2 separate regions of the Mus musculus genome follow, and region 1 is linked to region 2. The links are chromatin contacts, called in public promoter capture Hi-C maps. All regions are on one chromosome and are shown on one strand. Each heading gives the region's core, a stretch centred on a gene start, on an enhancer-like site or on the middle of the called end of the contact. The rest is flanking DNA. Distances are from core to core; before and after follow the strand shown.

Evidence for each region. Promoter capture Hi-C pulls out the DNA fragments that hold promoters and counts their contacts.
Region 1: a contact with region 2 is called in a promoter capture Hi-C map of liver. The contact joins the promoter of Prxl2a here to the enhancer-like site in region 2. A contact is called at or near these places in 6 of 39 promoter capture datasets (the C10 cell line, embryonic stem cells, fetal liver and 3 more), 2 of 15 datasets of contacts at CTCF or cohesin (CD8 T cells and the NIH/3T3 cell line), 9 of 484 Hi-C or Micro-C datasets (CD4 T cells, Th2 cells, bone marrow-derived dendritic cells and 6 more), 10 of 115 datasets of contacts at active chromatin or transcription factors (the 230-238 cell line, CD8 T cells, effector CD8 T cells and 7 more) and 3 of 9 other capture datasets (adipose tissue, liver and pancreatic islet).

Annotation. Positions count from the first base shown.
Region 1 is chr14:41,011,694-41,017,347 of GRCm38.p6, reverse strand. Prxl2a (peroxiredoxin like 2A) reads left to right here and starts at 3,515. Exons shown (of 6, transcript NM_027464.4): 1 at 3,515-3,650.
Region 2 is chr14:40,927,439-40,932,809 of GRCm38.p6, reverse strand. All of the region lies in intron 2 of Tspan14 (tetraspanin 14), which reads left to right. Among named protein-coding and RNA genes, the nearest start is that of Tspan14, 37 kb to the left of the region's middle. Within about 2 kb of position 2,534, at least 76 of the 459 cell types and tissues checked have an H3K27ac peak or open chromatin away from gene starts, as enhancers often do. A contact at or near this core is called in CD8 T cells, Th2 cells, adipose tissue and 6 more, where this site is marked.

The DNA.
Region 1 (5,654 bases), core at 2,266-4,765, 84 kb before region 2:
TACATAAGTAAAACCTCCCTAACTGAACACAGGGCTGGTTAGTCGGGTCACAGAAAGGACACCACCTAGGCTGTCTTGCTTTAATCTGGAGAGAATGGTCCTGCCACTCATCCTCCAGTCACTCATTGGTTTATGTGATAATCCACTGGGAAGGCTGTAGAAAGAGCTCTACTGACTTTGCTGTGAGGTACTCTGTGGAAGAAGGGCATCCTCGTGCTTCAAAACATAAGGAAAACACGGGCAGGATGGTGCAGTGGTAATCCCAGTACCCAGGTGGTGCAGGCAGCACAAGAATGAATGAAGAATATTGGCAAGTCAGGAAGAGCTGTGTAGCTCATCAGTGCCCACTCATTTTTGCGGTTCATAGACAATTCTTGGTCTAAATTTGATTTTTTTTATGCATATACAGGATAGGAATGTGGACCGGTAGCAATAAAGTCAGGTCCTAATTTTTGACATTTTGCACTAAATGCTAGCTCCTTCTTGAACTCTTCCTCCAGGAGCCCAAAGGCTATAGGGCTCAAAGAAGCCTGTCACGATGCCTGCTTGTGGCACGGTGGAGCAAGCAGATGAAGACAGCTGAGTCTAAAGATGCTGGACACCGAGTGATGGATTTTTACCCAGCTCTGTCTCCTGTTTTTACTGTTTGCTGTCTGCTCTAATGACACTGGTAGTGCAAAAATGTATCCCAGTCCATCAAGATGGTAACATCCATGCTACTTAAGCTGTCGCAAGGCTTCCAGTCAGCCTTTTACCTCCTTGGGTTCAAATTCTAAGGCTAGCCAGGCAGGACATAATCCCAGCACTCAGGAACTGAGGCAGGAGGATTATAAATTTGAGGCAGCACAGGCAGCATAGCAACACCTTGCTCCAAAACAAACACATCTATCTTGTGACCTTTATATGTCTAGAATTGCTTTTCTCTTGAAATCTTTCAGGCTATGTGGATTTTGGCCGTGGGGATTGTTTCTGGTTTAGGGTTTTACTGCTGTTGTTGTTTTGTTTTTCTTTTGAGACAGAATTTCAACGCACCCAAGGTTGGCTTTGAACTACCACAGCTTAGCTTGAACTTCTTATCCATCTGCCTCCACCTTTCTAGTTCCAATTCCTGGAATTGCAAGCGTGTACTGCCTTACAAAGTTGACCCTGCGCTGGGAATCGAACCTGAACCCAAGACTTCACGCAATCACTCTACTTAGCTACAAGCCCAGCCTATTATTAATGGGTTTTGTTTTGATCTTTTAAAATCTGCTGAGCTTTATAAATAAGTTTTCCTGTGTTGGCTTTCAAATAACTTATTTTTCTGGTCTGCTGGCAGTTTAATGAGTTCAGCCTGTGCCTTCTTGAACAAAGAGAGACTTGGGATATTGACTGCATGTTAATTAGCTCCCAGAGCCAGTCTTCTCTTCTGAGGTCCAGAGATTGGGATGTTAAAGGATCATAAATATAAGCATATCATCTTACATTTGAGTAGTATGTATATTACAGCAGACTCTTAGTATCCCCCACCCTAGAATTCTACTGCTCATAACCAGATGGCATTAACCATAATCATTAACCATCAAGTTCTGAGTGTCCATGTCTCCAAGAACTGGCTTTCTGTTTTAATTACAGTAGCAACCCCTGGGAATCCTCACCTTTAGCCAATGCTCCTATTTCAGGCCAGATACATAGTAAGAAATGAGGTGCATGTTAGAAAAGTCTTCTGAGAGTGGAGGTGAATTGGCATTTTATAAGCACACTCACGCGGTACCGAATTACACTAAATCTTTTCTGTGAAAGGTCAGATCTCTCAGGCTAATGACCACTCTCAGCTTAGACCTTTTCTCTTTCATGAACCTCCCCAGTATATCTGGGTGCTATTCCAGGACCAGGCTCTGGGATCCCAGCAGGGAAACAAAGATGCATATACTATGGCTCAGGAAAGCTCCCTCAACAGACTCTCTGAGTTGAATCCTGCCATATATTTATATGGAATGTGAGGTTGGAGGAAGATCTGGAAAGCCTTTGGATACTAGGTGTTTCCCAGGTGAACAGGGTTGGGGGAACACTGCTCAGAGATGACCGACCATCTCCTGGGTTTGGGATATGGCTCAGCAGGTAAAAGCACTGATTTCAAACCCTTGGTATCAGTAAAAATCCAGACTGATTGCAAGAGTACAGGCTTGGAATCTCAGGGCCTTGGTGGGCAGAAATAGAAGGCTCCCTGCAGCTTGCTGCCTACCAGCCTAGCTCCAGGTTCTGAGTATCAGAAGTACATCATTCCGATCTATCAGGAGGCACAAGGACTCTGCTCTTTCCCAGCTGTCAGATAACGCGTATTTGTCTCTGTTTACCATAGGGTGGAAAGTTAGTTGACTGCTGGAATAGCTAATTTTATGTCAACCTGACACAAGCTGGAGTCTGGAGAGGAGGGACTGAGAAAACGCCTTCATAAAATCAGAATGTAGGCAAGCCACCAAGCAGCACCCTTCCACAGTCTGTTTATCAGCTCTGTTGCCAGGTTTCTGCCCTGTTTGAGTTCCTACCCTACTTCCTTCAGAGATGGGCTATGATGTGGAAGTGTAAGCCAAATAAGCCCTTTCCTCTCCAATTGGTTTTTGCTCGTGGTATTTCATCATAACAATAATAACCCTAATTAGGGCAGCTCCTGACTACCTACATAACAGGAAAGCAGGGCGGGGTCTCCATCCCCATCCCCCACCCCACCCCCTTTTAACTTTTTGTCTAGGGTAACACACAGTTCTACAAGATAGTAAAATAAAAACTGTCTTACCCTCCTTAGTCTCTTGAATTTGTTATTACATAGCAAGAGTCTTGCTTCTTACAGTGAGAAACATGAGGGGAAGGTAAAGATGTACTAGGACAGCCTAGTCCTCTGGCCAGGTGTCAAGTCCCACACAGGTGGATACCCCCAATGCACACAGGACAGATGACCACTTCTGACCAGCGTGCCTGTCTGGCTGCTGTAATACTTCTTTGCAAACTGCTCTGTGATCTCTTTCTGACTGTCTCCCACTCCCCCACCTTTAACTATTCTGTGAGTTAATCCTGTTTCTTTTGACTACAGCTTTGATACGACAGTAATGAACACTTATTACAGGAGTGAGAAAAATGGGTAAAAGCCAGGCATGGCGGTGCACGCCTGTGATCCCAGCCCCTGGGGAACTGTGGCAGGAGGATGAACAATTCCAGACCAGTCTGAGCTACATTAAGCAACCAACCACGTTAGAGTATTAAGACAAGCCTGTCACAGGGTTGCTCAAAGAAGCTAGAGGAGCTGGTATTATCCTTAGAGCCAGTTCTCAGCTGGTTTTCTTCATTCTAATAACCAGCATTTGGGGGTGAAGATGGACGCTGGGACATCTACCCCACAAAGCCACGCTAGTTCCAAACTAGCTCCGTGGAAATCAGCGAGCAAAGAAGTGCCCGAAGGCGACCCAGTTCTACCCAGTCCCCAGTCTGGAGCTGCGGGGGCGTGTCTGTCACGTGAAAGTGGCGTGGTGGCGTAGGCGCTGAGCTGCGCAGGCGCGGGGAGACCTTAGTCTCACCCGCCCTCAAAACTGCACTACAACCGAGGAGGCACCTGCGTCCGCTGGCGCAGCTCAGGGGCCAGTGAGGTCCACGGAGGCGGGGTCCTTGGGGCGCAGGTGAGGATCGAGGCAGGCCAGGGACCGCGGAGACTAGATGCTGGATAGAGGATGTGACCCGATCCTCTCCAGGTACCGCTCTCCGATGTGCCCTCAGCCCACCACAGCGATCAGGACAGACTCCACGCTTGGGGCCCAGAGACCCCTGTCCCGGAATGGCGCTGGCGGCACCCAGCAGTCTGAATCGTTGGGACAGAGGACAGAAAAACTCTTGCCCACCCAGATGTTTGAATTGTTGGGACAGAGAACTGAAGGAAAAAAAAAAAAAAACAAAAACGTTTGCCCACCTCTCAGGAAGGGGCATCCACCCAACATGGGCTAGGCTGAAGGCTGCCAGGGGTGGCCGTGGCTATCCAGTTTCGGTATTGGGGTGTCCTGTGAGGAAGTCTCTGAGATACCTGCTCCTCCTTCTCTTCTAAGGGTTACAAACCTTTGCCTTAGAAAGCTCCGTTGTAAATTTCAAACCGCTGCTGAGGTGTGGTAATGAGATAATCAGAGCTCCAGGACAGCCCATCCTCCGAATTGTTAGGTTGTTGGAGTTGGTGAAAATGGCCCAAGGGAGAGCAAAGTTAAGGTCCAACCTGGCAGGGTTTGCATGGGAAGGTGACAATCCGAGTCTCGCTGCCACCGTGCCTCCAATGTTTTCACAGCCCTGTTACCTAGATTTTTGGTTTTATTTTTACTTCAACATTTCTTGTCTTGGAACTTGGTAAATGATTTATGTGAAAAGAAAATACTCATTGGATGTTTTGTTTCGAGACAGGGTTTCTCTGTGTACCTCTGGCTATCCTGGAACTCATTCTGTAGACCAGGCTGGCCCCAAACCCAGAAATCCTCCTGCTTGTCATGGAGCCCTGCTAATAGAATCTGGGTCCTCACAAGATACTCATCAGAAAATCCTTTGTTTCAAATATTTGGGGTGATCAATGAGTAATCCAGAAATAAGTAAGAATTTAACATCTCTGGCAGTCTTTGCAAAGAGCTTATAGCATCTTCAGTGATTCATCTCTGTAGAAGGTGATTAGGAAATTGTTCCCATTTTGCTAATGTGAAACATGGCTGGTCCAGGCTCATGCAACTTGGTTCTTCTCGTCCGACCTTTCCTTGGTGTCCTTCCTTATAAGGGATGGCATTTACCTGAGACCCTTTGTGTTGTCCCTGAAGGGGTACAAAGCACTCTACCCCACCTCTTTCCCCTTTTCTTCTTGAGGGGGTGGGCCTTATGTAGTTCAGGGTAGCTTTGAATTTCCCGGAGGCTTTCTTTGAATTTGCAGTCCCCCTGTCTCTGCCTCCTGATTGCTGGGATTGCAATGATCATTTCAAGCTTGTGTGGCACCAGAAGGTTTGTTTGGTGAGGTCTGGAATTTTAAGGTGCATACGATTTCATTAGTATCCCAGATTAAAAGCAACTCTCCTGCTAGTTGGCTATCTGCTTCTTTGAAATGCTAAGCTCAGAGTCTGCTTGGACAGAGTCTTAATGTGGCAGGACCTGTCCAGCGTTGCTGTGGAAGAAGCCAGCCTCACCCATGAGCTCTTTGGCCCTTGCCAAGGCAGATTGAAGTTGAGCAGTAACCTTTGCCTTTGGCACTACCAGGAGCAGTTGTGGGAGAGCCAAAGAGTTAACTCAGAGTATGTGCTGTGGAGAATGTGGACGTAAGGCAGGACTCCCCCGGGCCTGGAACTTTCACCCAGAAAGCTGACTTGCAGTAACACTGCTGGAGAAATTGTTCTATTCTTTTTTGTTGTTGTTGTTGTTGTCTGTTTTACCTTCCTAGGACAGTGAGTGAGTTCATCTGAACCCTGCAAAAGATAAAGACCACCCAGTGAGGTGGCCTATGCCTAAAATTGCAGCACTAAGGAGGCTGAGGTAGGAAGGTGGCAAGTTCTAGGCTATCCTAGGCCTTTCCTTTTTAAAAAAGGAAAAAGAATAAAGAAAATGAAAACCATAACGAAGCATTTCCAGTTTCCTAGAGCGCTGCTGTGTTTCATGTTGGTCTTCTCCAA
Region 2 (5,371 bases), core at 1,285-3,784:
TGTGTGTGTTGTGTGGTTGGACCTGACTGCAGAGTGAGAGAAAGGTCAGCTGAGCCCTAATGTGAGATGGACTTTGGTGGGGTCTGTGAGTAGTGAGAGGTTTTATTCCCTGGCTGGCCTTGTGTGGGTACACCCTGGGGGTGCATTTTCGGACGGTATGGGAGGGAGAGAACATCAACGTGAGTGTGCATGCCTGCTGAGGTCTGGAGTATTGTCTGAGATGCTGAGGCGGGGTGGAGAAGGGAAGCTCCCTTGGACCTGGCCAAAATGAGCGCAAGCCTGGGTAAAAAGGAGGTTTGACATTGTAGAAGCTTCCGTGGTAGAAAAGAGCGGTCAGCCGTGTCACAGAGCCGTGACCTTGGTTGTTGCTGGAGATGGGAAGGAACCGGCTACGCCGAGGAGGTTGGTCAACAGAAAGTGTAGAAGTGCAATTCTGACCAACAACAGTTCTTTTCAAGTACTCTGGCCTCAAAAGCAGAAAAACTGGGCAGTTGCTGGAGTTGGTCAGGGGTTGGGGAGCCACAATGTGTGTTTGGCCATCAAGTCTGAGCAGGGCAAGGCAGACACTGGCACTGTGTGGGAAGGTGAGGGGAAGGATTGGTGCGTTGAAGCTTTTCTGTCGGCAAGCACAGTGGTCATTGGGGGCCATGGAGAAAGGGGGCCACTTCCTACCTTTTCATTCTCAGCTTTCTGGCATCATGTCCTGGCGATATGTCTCTGTGTGATTAGGAGTTCTTGTCCTAGAGAAAGAGGGTGAAATGCAGTGGAATGTCTGTCACCCCAGACTTTTCCTGTGCTTAGTCTTCAGCCTCATCTTAGTTCCCGATGTGGTATCGCTAGGCAGCAGTGTGTGTGTTCACCTTCTGCCTATGTGACAAAATGCCAGAGATAGCTAACTTATAAGAGAGAGGCTAAGAGGTTCCACGATCACCTGGACTGTTGGCTTTAGGCTCTGGTGGGGGTGTCAGCTGTGGAGTATGACAGCAAAGTGCTGTCCTCAAGGCACAGGAGGCAAGGAGTGGGCTAGAATGCCACAGTCCCCATCATAGGCATGCAGTCAGAGATCTGCAAACTGTAGCAGTAGGTCCTTGGTCACAGAGACCTGTACAACACTCTTACCTCCTGTTGTAGGGCTCCTCAGACTTGGATTTGCTCCCTGTCTGGAGAACATTGCTTCCTGTTTCCTCAAGCAAGGCCCCCCCCTTGCCTGCTTGACTTTTGACTTGATCTTTGACACATCCTAATTGTTGCAGGCAGCACAATACCCTCATTGTCATGGCCATGTCCCTGGTTACCTCTTCCTTCAGAGGTTCTTCGTAACAAATTCTTGGTTCTTAGAGGACAGGACTTGCTTACACACTGGCAGCACAAAATTCACACAGTTCATCAAATCCAGGGTTGTGGCAAGCCTGGACTGAAGTATGGGGTAGTAGTTTAAGGATTTTGCAGACTTGGCAGTTAGTGTGTGTGGTTGAGAGTTAATCATTTCTGTTAGTAAGCACTGGGGCAGAAGAGGAGGGAACAAACAGGAACAGTTAGGAAATGCCCTCAGAGAATGGACGTGGGGAACTGGGGCCCCTTGGTGTTGGCCGCTGTCCCCACTTTTCCTGGCAGGAAGTTACTTTACCTGGGCAGGATGCAGCAGTGTGGAGGGAGGCCCAGGCTCTGAGACCCACAGAGACCTGGGAAGCTCACATAGAGTGCAGTGAGGTGAGGCCAGCCTGCTCTGGACACCTGGATACAGTATGCCCTCTCCCGGAACCCAGGGACCTTGAAAAATCTGGTGTTGCCCCTGAGAAACGTTGACATTGATCTCAGCTGCCTGGTGTCTCCATTATGTAGTTTCAGAAAAAGGGGAAAGTGGCATGCTAAGTCCGTATGGCTTCTGAGTTTCTTTTTTTCTAGATGGAGACAATAGAAGAATATATCACAGTTGCACCATCCAGCTTCAGAAATGAATTCAGCTGGTTTTGTTTCACTTTTGTTCCCCAACCTCTTTTGGATTACTTTGAATCAAAGCCCTGGTCATTTTCCATACCAAGTGTTTGTGTTTGTTTTGGTGGGGAAGAACTGCTCAATAGGCCAGTGTTGAGTATGCAGAAGGCAGTTTCTATAGCCAGGTCAAGGTGTAGGGACAGGCAGGCTGCAGCTGAGCCACCACCTGCCGCTTACCATTGCTCCCACACCGTTTTCTCTAGTGGACAGATTCCTGTAGCATTCAAGGAACGTTTGTTTTCTTTTTTCTGACTTTGGGGCTGGAATTCCCAGAGACCAGCATCCATTTGGTAAGATGTGAATGCTGCTGTCTGTGCACCGAGTTAGGCTTCTTTTGTTTTTTTTTTTTTTACACAGGAATGGTATAGAAAATTGTTTCCTGGGAGCCTAGTGCTTTGAGAGCACACCCCACCACACACACAGATTTTTTTTTTCTTTTTTCCTTTTATCACTTTTTGGTTGTGCTAGACCTGTTTCTAGTTCAGAGACTTGTTCAACTCAAGGAAATGCAAATTAAAACCACAGTATAATATACCTCATACCCACAAAGGTGTCACATGTTTTCTTTTAAAAACAAAAAAGCAGAAGATAAATATTGGCGTAGGTGTGTAGAGATTGGTGACCTTCTACACTGTGCCATGGAAGCAAGTGATAATCTGTGATGCCAAACTGGTGTTACTTCCCGTTAGCAATGACATTACCATGTGCAACCCCACTTCTGGATATATAATATGCAGAAGACTGAAAGCAGAGTGTCAGATGTTTGTACACCAGTGTGCACAATCTTACTTATCACAGCCAAAAGATAGAAGCATCCTGTGGCCTTTGTTGATCAGGGGGTCAGGAAATGTGGCATCTGAGAGCCTGAATCACTTGAGGACACATGCTAGAGTATAGATGAACCTTTAGGACATTATGTTAAGTAGAATACTCCAGATTGGATTTCATTTATAGGTTAGAGGCTGTATGGCTCCATGCAGACTAACTAGAATAGTCAGTAGAAAGACATAGACACAGAGAGTAGATTTTGGCTGCCTGGCAGTGAGGAGGTGAAAACGGCAGGCTCGCAGTCCATTTGTGCTGCTTTTATGGATCACTGCAAGGGTCGTTTATAACCAGAGGAGATTCTCTGCTGCATGGCTCTAGAGCCGTCGTTCTCAATCTGTGGGTCGAAACACCTTTGAGGGCCAGATGACCCTTTCACAGGGGCCGCCTGAGACCATCAGATAGTTACATTATGATTCATAACAGTGGCAACATTTCAGTTACGAAGTAGCAACAAAAATAATTTCATGGTAGGGGTCAGCACAGCATAAGGAAAACTGTATTGAAGGGTCGCAGCATTAGAAAGGTTGAGGACCACTGCTCCAGAAGCTGAGAAGTTTAAGATTGGGGAAGTCATAACTTGGTGGAAAACATCACATGGGTGAGAGAATAAAAGGGAAAAGGGAGGCCAAAGACAGCTTCTCCGTCTCTCCCTCTCTCTCTCTCATTCTCTCTCTCTCTCTGTCTCTCTCTCTCTCTTTCTCTCTGTCTCTCACTGTCTCTCTCTTCCTCTCACCCCCCCTAATGCGGGGGGGCGGGTGACCATAGAGCCGTGTGTGTGCTAGGTCAGCGCTTTGCTACTGTGCTTTGTACCATTCAAACTCCATTTTATGGCAAGTCCACTTTAGCAGTAATGAGTTATTCCATTCATCCTCAGAACCTACTCTCCTCTGAAAAGCCCCACTTCTCAACACTCTCACGATGGGGACAAAGTCTAACATGTGGATCTTGAGGGACACAGTCCAACCACAGCAGGAGATTATTGTTTAAGGGGTCTGGTTTCTGTTTTGTATTGTTAAAAAAAAAATTCTCTGATGGCTGATTCTGTTTTGATAGACTTAATGCCACTGAGCTGTATACCTGAACATGGTTAGAATAAGTTATATCATGTGCGTTTCACTGCAGTTTAAAAAGAAAGGTCTCATTTTAGCAGGCAGAGGAAGAGAAACTGTGCAGCAAGGCTGGGGGAGCCGTGGAAGGCCTTGTCTTTGTTCACACACAGCCTAGTTCTGTAAAGCATGTGCACTTCTCTTGGATTTGCTTCCTGAAGGTTCTTGAGGGGTATTGTCTGCAACTCAGGATTGCTTTCCCCCATAAGCGTTGACCATAGTCTCTACAAGTTCAGATAAAGCTCTTGCCTGGATCTTATTTCAAAGATAGATTTAAAATGAAGACTCCATCCCTGCTAAATACAGACAGCAGGCCTGTGTTACACCACAAGGAGAACCTTCTGCCTGTCTTTAGTTTCAAAAAAACCTTACAAATAAAATAACACTCTGCCATTGACATCCGTAATGACTTTACTACGCTTGAGCCCTAGCTCTGAACCTAACTGTGCAGCCGTACTTCTGACTGAGACAGTGGAACAGGAGGGAAGGACTATCTGAGCTCTGTGCATGACCTAGAGCCCTGTCCTTCAGGGCATCTGATACCTCCTATGTGTAGGGTGAGGGTAATTCATAGTCTGGATCGGGAAACTTAAGAACAAGGGAGAGTATTGAGAGTTTTGCCAGAACAACAAATGAGCCTCAGGCTGCTTCTGGCACTCTGGGACCAGTGGCTGCCCTTCTCCAGAGAGACAGCAAGAAGCCTGGTAGAAAGCGCAGCCCTAACCCATGCTTCAGGTGATGGAGGATTGGTCTTCCCCCTGCCCCCACTGGGCTCGAGCCATGACGAATGAGACACAGGTCTGATTGCAGTTGGTTTCCCGGCTTCCATCGGAGGTGTCCTCGTTTTCTCTCTCCCTACTCTTCCTCCTCTAAGATAAGGTCTCCTGTAGCTGTGAATGACCTTGCATTTCTGATGGTCCTCCTGGCATGGACTACTTGCTGTCTTGCCTGTTTTATATAGGACTGGAATTTGAACCTCAGGCCTGCATGCATGTTAGGCAGTCATTCTATCACCTGAGCTATGCCCTCAGCTCCTTTGCTTCCATCTTTCAAATGACACATGGCTACTACTTTAATAGTGATACAGTGTAGTTTTGGTATTACCTTTTCTTTCAAGAACTCTTGAGTGGACTTTTGCAGTTGCATGAGTTCCACAAGACTTGAACAAGGCGTCCCAGGATAGTTTGCATTCCTCTTCCATGCTACAATTGTCTCTGTAGATGTTTGTAGTTTCATGTCCTTGGGGACAATATCTTCAAAATCCGGACGGCTGCATTATCACATCAGCATCAGTGGTGTGGCACATTCAGGTTGTTGCCACACAGTCTAGCTGGTTGTGTTTTTGTAGAAACTTGTACTTGAGATATTAGGTTGTTTCAGCTTTTCTTTCTTCCAGATAAGGTTGTAGAGACTAGGTTTATGTAATACAGATTCTTCCCTGT